Regions from separate parts of the Mus musculus genome. Here region 1 is linked to region 2. The links are chromatin contacts, called in public Hi-C maps. All regions are on one chromosome and are shown on one strand. Each heading gives the region's core, a stretch centred on a gene start, on an enhancer-like site or on the middle of the called end of the contact. The rest is flanking DNA. Distances are from core to core; before and after follow the strand shown. Region 1 has its middle 38 kb from the start of Gm51769. Region 2 has its middle 7.3 kb from the start of Gm51825.

What was found. A called contact is a pair of places that touch in the nucleus more often than the background predicts.
Region 1: a Hi-C map of bone marrow-derived macrophages shows a contact between it and region 2, with 21 read pairs. The contact joins two enhancer-like sites. A contact is called at or near these places in 2 of 484 Hi-C or Micro-C datasets (bone marrow-derived macrophages and nephron progenitors), 1 of 115 datasets of contacts at active chromatin or transcription factors (embryonic stem cells) and 1 of 9 other capture datasets (embryonic stem cells).

What each region holds. Positions count from the first base shown.
Region 1 is chr10:67,825,959-67,830,116 of GRCm38.p6, reverse strand. No RefSeq gene overlaps it. Among named protein-coding and RNA genes, the nearest start is that of Gm51769, 38 kb to the right of the region's middle. Within about 2 kb of position 2,751, at least 1 of the 459 cell types and tissues checked has an H3K27ac peak or open chromatin away from gene starts, as enhancers often do. A contact at or near this core is called in bone marrow-derived macrophages, where this site is marked.
Region 2 is chr10:67,487,834-67,491,877 of GRCm38.p6, reverse strand. No RefSeq gene overlaps it. Among named protein-coding and RNA genes, the nearest start is that of Gm51825, 7.3 kb to the right of the region's middle. Within about 2 kb of position 1,852, at least 19 of the 459 cell types and tissues checked have an H3K27ac peak or open chromatin away from gene starts, as enhancers often do. A contact at or near this core is called in bone marrow-derived macrophages, where this site is marked.

The sequences.
Region 1 (4,158 bases), core at 1,502-4,001, 340 kb before region 2:
TCCTGCCCAACCCCAGTGCTCCTCCTCCTGCCTCCACCCCAGTTTCCCTTTTTCTGCCCCTACCCCTGCTCCTCCCCATCCGAGTGCTCCTCCTCCTCAGCCTCCACCTGCTGAACTTTCCTATATCACTTACTATCTAATTTCCCTAACCGTTTCTTAAGCTCTTGATCATCCAGAGGCACGCAGTATATTCACTGACTAACTTTACCGAACCCTGCTCTGGCTGAGACTTTGAAAGGCAGTTAAAAAAAATCCTTACTTAATTAAACTTATATTACCCATTTAGTAGTGAAATGGTCTAAGAAATTCTCTCCAAATCTAAAGATTAAAATGTAGAATTCATTTACCATACATAAAGAGTCCGTGATGAAGAACGTTAAATGTTTTTATTTGGGACCGTCTCTTTTGATTGTGTGACTCATCAGAATATGTACTGGAAAATGTCCACATGAGCTCACTGCATGCCCGGCTGCTGAAAATGATCAAAACTATGGATATCAAGAAGCCATCCGTGCTTGGTCTTTGTCAGTTTATGGAACATTTGGGAGAAGTAGAAACTGACTGGGGAGGTTGGGTAAGAGTGTCCAGTGTACTGGGTGGATGTCAGGAAGCCATGCAAAGTCCCTGGCAAGAAAAGAACCATGACTTCTGGGAGTTACTGAATGTCCCAAGAGAAGCCCTTTAGAGATAGATCATCAGAGATGACAAGATTGTACTGTTTGAGTTCCGTGTGGCCATCCGAACACACTAAATGAGAACTGTCTTTGATGCAACAGGACTGACTCACACTGGCTTACAGAGATGGAGGCTGCATGCACAGGGCCTGCGCAGATCTAAGCCAGATAATGTCCCACCACAGAGGGCTGCAAGTGGACAGGAGCTCCCATCCCTAAGCCAGGAGTTAGTTTCAATCAACAATCTCTTGCAAAGGAAAAGTCTTCCTTGATGAAGTCTCAGCTGGGTATAGAAACCACATTGAAAGGCAGTTCCTATGATCACAGTAGGTGATTGCCAATGTAAAATGAACTCAATGGTATTTTTGCAAATTGATTTTCTCTTATTCCTGTGTTTGGGCATGTATTGTTGTGGTCTTTTGCTTGTGTATTATAGTTTGTTGGTGGTGGTGTTTTTGTTTTTTTGTTGCTGGTGTTTTTGTTTGTTTGTTTGTTTTGTTTTGTTTTTGAGAGAGAGCTTCTCTGTAGCAAGTTCTGGCTGTCCTGGACTCATTCCGTAGATCAGGCTGGCCTCAAACTTATAGAGATCTGCCTGCCTCTGCCTGCCTCTGCCTGCCTCTGCCTGCCTCTGCCTGCCTCTGCCTGCCTCTGCCTCCTAAGTGAGTTCTGTTATTAAAGGCATGTGCCATCACATCCAGCCATATTAGTGTTCTTGGTTTCTTGTTTTTAAGGTGTGTGTGCACACACACATATGCTGCATGCATGTGCATGTGTCTTGTGCTTTTTATTTATTTTTATTTTTCTTTTTGTGGGAGGCAGGGCATGATGCCTGTTTGTTTTCTGATAGAGAAAGGAGGCTCAGAATTGGGTGGGTGGGGAGGATCTGGGAGGAGGCAAGGAAAGGTACACCATCCAAGACAGTAACAGATCCTGATGTTCACTGCAGGTCCGAGCTTCTTGGATCTTTTTCGCCTATGATCTCTGCTTGCCTTGGTAAAGTTTCTAAGTGTGTAGTGTACGGTATGCAGGGATGTGTGTATGCGTGTTTGGACATGTATAAGCATGTCTTGCAGCATCCATAGTGTGGCTGTATCAACCAACTTCATGGTTTGTTCCTAAATCTTCACACGTGTTATCCTGATGGCCAGGTCTCTCTCTCTCTCTCTCTCTCTCTCTCTCTCTCTCTCTCTCTCTCTCTCTCTCTCTCTCTCTCATCCAGAAGGAAAACATTCCCTTATCTTCTATTATAAATATAAGTTGAACATGATTTTTAAATTACCTTGTCTCTGCATGCAGCAATGCTCTCTTCAGAGGAACGTATTGTTTGGTTACAAAGTAAAATTCTAGAGATACGCACATGTTGAATCAACCTCCAAGGACTCCTTCCGTTTCCACAAATGCAGTTATCAGTAGCACAAGAAAGGAAATGGCGTGTAAGTGGCTAAGCTTCAGAGATGTGCCTTTCCTGATGTGGAGATGTGGAGAGAGAGAGAGAGAGAGAGAGAGAGAGAGAGAGAGAGAGAGAGAGAGAGAGAGAGAGAGAGAAAGTTTACCAGAAGCAGAACCACCACTGCCAAGAAGCTAGCTTCAGGCTTCCTGATTCAATATGTGCCTGTTATATGCCATGGTCTCCATTTTTAGTGTGTGTGTGTGTGTGTGTGTGTGTGTGTGTGTGTGTGTGTGTGTGTTTCTCTGTGTGTAAGTACATGTGCATGTGTTTATATGCCTGTAGAGATAGGACAACCATGGCTGTCATCCTGAGGAACACCAAGTATCTTTGAGAAGGGATCTCTCCCTGGCCTGCAGCTCATCAAGCAGGTAAGGCTGAGAAGCATTGCACAGGGGCCTGCGGAAAAGCTATCATTCTGAGGAAAGCCTCCACATGGCATCTGCTAATGCCAGGTCAACAGGATAATCAGTCTCCCAGGACCATCGCAGGGGCTTTCTGTCATGAGTAGAGCTGTGTTTCCTCAGGTCCACATGCTGAGTGAGATCTTAGCAGTCATTGCCCCAGAATGGGACTTGACTTGGAAGTAATAAAGCAAGGATGACATCATTAGCATGTGACCCAGTGTGGTAGGCATCCTGATTCAAAAGAAGTGTGAACTCAGAGTCAGACATGAAGAGGAAAGGGTACAGAGAGACCTAAGAATGCCTTGCCTCTTCTCCTATGAGCAAACCAGTGGTTATGCCTCCCAGGGGCAGGAAAGAGACCATAATCAGGCTTCCCTCAGTCTACTAGGGAGAGTGTGGGCCCAGTGCTTTCCAGAACCGTGAGAGCCAGTTTCTGCTGCTTACATCCTTAAGCTTCTGGAATTTTGTTCTAATAGCATTCACATAAGCTCCTGGTATTTTGTTGTGATAAAATACAAATATGTTCACAAACCAAGTATGTTTTCCCTGGTTTGTTTTTTGTTTTTGTTTTTGTTTTTTTTTCATTTTCTTTGTATACGCGTAGTCTTCTACCCTTGTCTCGTTCAGCTTACTTTGTTAAGTGGTTGGTTTTCTAGTTGTTTTCAACAGGCAACCTATGGGCAAGGGGATGCTTGAAGAATGCAGAGCAACACACAGCAGATGGAGGAACTGAGTCTGCTCATCTTCACAACCTTCAGCCCAGACACCCTTCCAAGAAACCGCCACTATGACTTGAATCTTATGTTTTTCATTTTATGATTTATTCTTATTTCTTGTTGTTGTTGTTGTTAAATTCCAATTTTATGCCTTTTGTATTTTCAGTCTTCATTAAGACTTTTATTCACATCCTCTTTAAAGAACCTGCAACATATTCAATTGTAATTTTGAAGTCCTTGTCTATGCTTTGGCTATTGCATTATGATTGATGGCTTCTGGAGGAGGTGTCTTATCTTGACTGCTCATGTTTGTGATTTTTTGCACTGGGATCTAAGCATCTGGAGTTATGGTGTCTGAGGTGTTTCTTGATATATTTGGTCTTGTTTTTGTTGGATGGGTGTCTGTGGTGGTTTGTATATGCTTGGCACCAGGGAGGGGCACTATTAGGAGGTGTGGCCTTGTTGGAATAGATGTATCCTTGTTGGAGGAAGTGTGTCACTGTGTGGGTAGGCTTTGAGAGACCTTCCTCCTAGCTGCCTGGGAGTTAGTCTTCTCCTAGCAGCCTTCAGATGAAGATGTAGAACTCTCAGCTCCTCCCACACCATGCCTGCCCAGAGGCTGCCATGTTACCACCTTGATAATAATGGACTGAACTTCTGAACCTGTAAGCCAGTCCCAGTGAAATGTTGTCCTTATAAGAGCTGCCTTGGTCATGGTGTCTGCTCACACCCATGGAAACCCTGACAGGGTAAGACAATGTCCAATCCTTTTGTTGTTGTTACCCATACTGGATTTTAAGTAAATATAGTACAGATCAGGGGGTGACACGAAGGAATGTGGATGGTCAATAAGGAAAGGCTGACAGAGGCAGCGGGTAAAAGCTGGGGGTATCCTGAATCTGCACCTAGAGGCA
Region 2 (4,044 bases), core at 603-3,102:
GCCTCCCTTCATTTACCCAAGGCTTTCTTCTTTCATAAATGTCTTTCTCTCGGAGAGGTTGTTCAACAGCAACTTCCTCACCTGACAACCTTCTCTTCCATTTCGGCCTTTTCTCTATAACTCTGCTGTCCACCACAGCTTCTGTGTGTCTGTTTTCACTTGGGATCACCATCTGTCTCTGGTATGTTAATCCAAAGTGGGATGGACTATATAAATACATACACACACATGTGTGTCATATTCTGTGTTTAATATATATACATATATATATGTATGTATATAAATATACACATATAATTTTTCCTGCTATAATGTCAATTTATAACTATGCCCAGCAAGGAACGTAGCTATCATGAGCATGTAATAGGTCTCCTTTGAGGAACAGGATGAGGAGGGAGGGAAGGAGGCTTGAATGGATGAATGGGATGGGACAGATGGGTGGGGTGGGAAGGATGGATGATAGCCTAGCTACCTCCCTTCTCCCAGAGATCAGGGATCTGAGACCAGAAGCTCAGATCGAATATGTTCACTGTAGATCTTAGTGGACCTTCTAGGGAGTTAATCTGAAACCAGAGAGTTCTGATCCCAGACTTGCAAGCACTGAAATTCAAGAACTCAGAACACTCATTTCTCAAGACTCCATAGTGAGAGTATATTTAAAGTGCTCTCCACAGCCCTTCCTCCTAAAGTCTGCTGGCCTTTCAAAACCAAAACACCACTATCTACCTTGTCTTCCATTACGGTAACACTCTCATTCCTCAAGGTACACACTTGAGGATGAACATTCTTATGGGGGAAAAATACGTCTAGTTTTTCTTAAATTCTCCAAACTCCCCCCCCCCCATACCAGTGACTCAGCCTTGGTTATGGCACATGGACCAACGTCTAACCCTCACATAAGTTCCTCTTGTCATTCTATCTCTTGACCTTGTCTACCAAACCAGCTGTCTGTCCCTGGCAGGGCTACCTCTCCACGTCTCATGCCCTTCCTCTCTTCTGCCCTGATGGCCACAGCCCTGATCAAGGTCGATGTTAGCTCTCACCCAGCTTTGCAACAGTTGCCCAACTGGTTTCCTATCTCCAGTTTCTTCCTCCTCCGACTCATACACAGTGAACACCTGCCACAATAATGTCCCCCAAAGAAAATATAGGTGACTCTCACTAATCCTGTTGGAATGCCAATGGCTTCTTAGGACAGGGGAGTTGAGTCATTCTGTTTTCCAGGCTTGTCCTCCATGGGCTCCCGAATGCACCGTGCATCACAACTTAATCTACCCTGTGCACTCAACCCCGGCATGACTTGGAAGTAAAGCATGTATACCCTCATTCTTCTGCACCCCTCATTTGCCTTCCCCCCCAACATATACATAAGACTACTGAAATCCCACAAAGGGACCTCCAGTCTGATGTGCTGGTTGAACCATTGATCTGAACAGGCACTAGACTGAGAGAGCTAAACCCCTCCTTTTCCTATGTGCCCTACATCAGAAATGGCCCCTCCTCTATATCTCTCTGGTAATTTGGCTGGATTTCCCCTTGATTAGAGCCAATGTTCTCACATCCATGGTCCTCAAGGCAAGAGGCAGTTGTGCCTCTGTTTTATCCCCAGAGCCCTATGGGTGACATCTTTTCAATAGCCTCTTCAAGGATGTTGATGGCAATATATCAACCTGGTTCTGTGACAGTCACTGTCATTCTTCCAGGGCCCCTATGTTGATTGTAGCTGGTGACCTGCCATCCAGGACTCTCGCCCCTCCCCTCCTCATGGTCAGAAGGCCTGACTGTTCTCAAGTTCTTACTCAGAGTTGAGAGAGCCAGAGTAACCCTAGCCAGAATGGAAAATAAACAGTTGCCCAACTTCCTCTAAGATGAATTTTAAAGAGGAAATCATTGGGGTGAGAAGAACAGACTTGATTTACCAGTTAAGGCTGTTGTCCCGGGCACATGCACATTCTTTATCTTCCCGATGCCCTGTGGCACACACCTGGATAACTTCTTCGGAGTTGTGGGCAAGCAATTTGTAAAACATGGGACGGGAGCGTTAAGAACGGGGAGGGAGGCAGAGACAGAGGGAGGGAGAAGGAAAAGGGAGGGAGGGAACAAGAGGGAAGGAGGAAGGGACTCCGTTTCATCTTGCAGGGATACTGGGAACAGATGTAAACAGGAAGATGTTCACTATGCTGCCATGGCGTTTGTGAGAGGCATCGTTCTTACCATTCTGAGATCTTCTGGCTGGTCTGCACACACGTTTCCCATCGACCTAGATGCCCACTTCCCACCTGTTCATTGGCCTTTTCCCCCTGGGAGCTCTTAAGTGGTTCTCAACCTTCCCAATGCTGCGACCGTTTAATATAGCTCCCCATGCTGTGGTGACCCCCCTCAACCATAAAATTAATTCTATTGCTACTTCATAACTGAGATGTTTCTACTGTTGTGAAATCAGAACGTCAATAGCTGATATTTCTGATAGTCTTAGACAATCCCTGGGAAAGGGTCCAGGAACTCCCAAAGGGATCACGACCCACAGGTTGAGAATCCACTGTCTTAGAGGTAGATGTATACACTCTATCTGTGACCTTGGTACTAAAGTATTTAGCCTGTAGCAGATATACACAAGACCTTGGCATTGATAATAGTTACATAAAGTTATGTTTCCTAAACTTGACATCTCCCTGACACCTTTGTGCTTTGTGTTCTAGGTGAGTATTCGGTCGCTACACAGGTATGCTTGCTGCTTTCCTTTGAGGCTGTCCTTTGCAATAATGTCTCTAAGATCACAGATATGGAAGTAGCTTATGACTTTCCTAGTTAAAAAAAAAAAAACCGGTGCTCATCCAGGCCCCAGGTTCCTCTCGGAATAGTGATTATACTTTATTCTCGAAACTGCCAGGGAAGTACATGGATTCTATAATGTAGGTCTTCTGGGGAGAGGGGTGGTTCCCTGTTCTCTTACCCGTAGTGTCTTCCTAAAGTAGAATATCTATCCTGATGCCTAAATGCTTCTGTGTATTAACTATCTACTTAATGGAGGACTCATTATTATCTGAGAAAAGGGGAGATGATTTTATCGCCATCCAGAATATCACACTAAGGTGGGCTGTACATGGGGAATGTATTTTGGTCATGTTGGTTAACTGGAGGTAGATTTCCTCAATCCCTAATTTGCCTCCCTTCCTTGTGCACCCATGCCCTGTGTCTGCCCCATATCTGGGTAGTCAACCTAGGAAATGACTCATAGAGCTCTGTGGAAAGGCAGATGAAGTGAGCAAGCAGATAGTCACAAACTGAAAATGCTAATACATTTATTCAGTAAGGATACAGGAAAAGACACCACCTAGCAAATGTAGATCTAAATTGAGTAGCATGTGTTGTTCTAACTTTTTGAAATAAGAGCAATTAATAAGAACAATTAATAAGACAGCAATGCCCACTAAGAGCCAGGCTGCACTGAAACTGATAATTTCATTCTTTGAATGTGGCAGTGTGTGACCATGAACGGCAAATATTTTTTTTTCCAAATTTTGCACAATTTGGCGAAAGAAATTAAGAACTGCAGCATGACTTCCATCCAGTGGTAAGTCTGCCTCCAGAGATTCCATCCATGCAAATAACCCTAGGCCTAGCAAATACTCCATGCCTCAAAATATTTGCTACAGTCTTCCTTACAAGTCACAAGACCTCCAGGGACCAATGAGGGCATTCAGTGAACACAGTAGACTAATGTCATTTCCAAGGGAAAATTCCCAGATCTGGGGCTGACCCTGGAAATGAAGATATCGGAAGGGAGGCCTATTAGGGCTTGAAGAAACCTACCACCCGTTTCCAGCGTGACAAAAGTAATTCCCCATTCCACAGGAAGATGCCATATGGCATAGCAAAACATTTTAGGAAGAGTAGGGCATGAAACTTGATGATTATAGTAAGGATGCAAAACTCTGTGCATGCATGAATAAGAAGATTGGTTCTCAAGGAAGCACCTCACTCTGGCAAAATAGTACAGCTTCCTGGCAGAGAGCGTGAACTCTCGTATCAGATCGCCACATC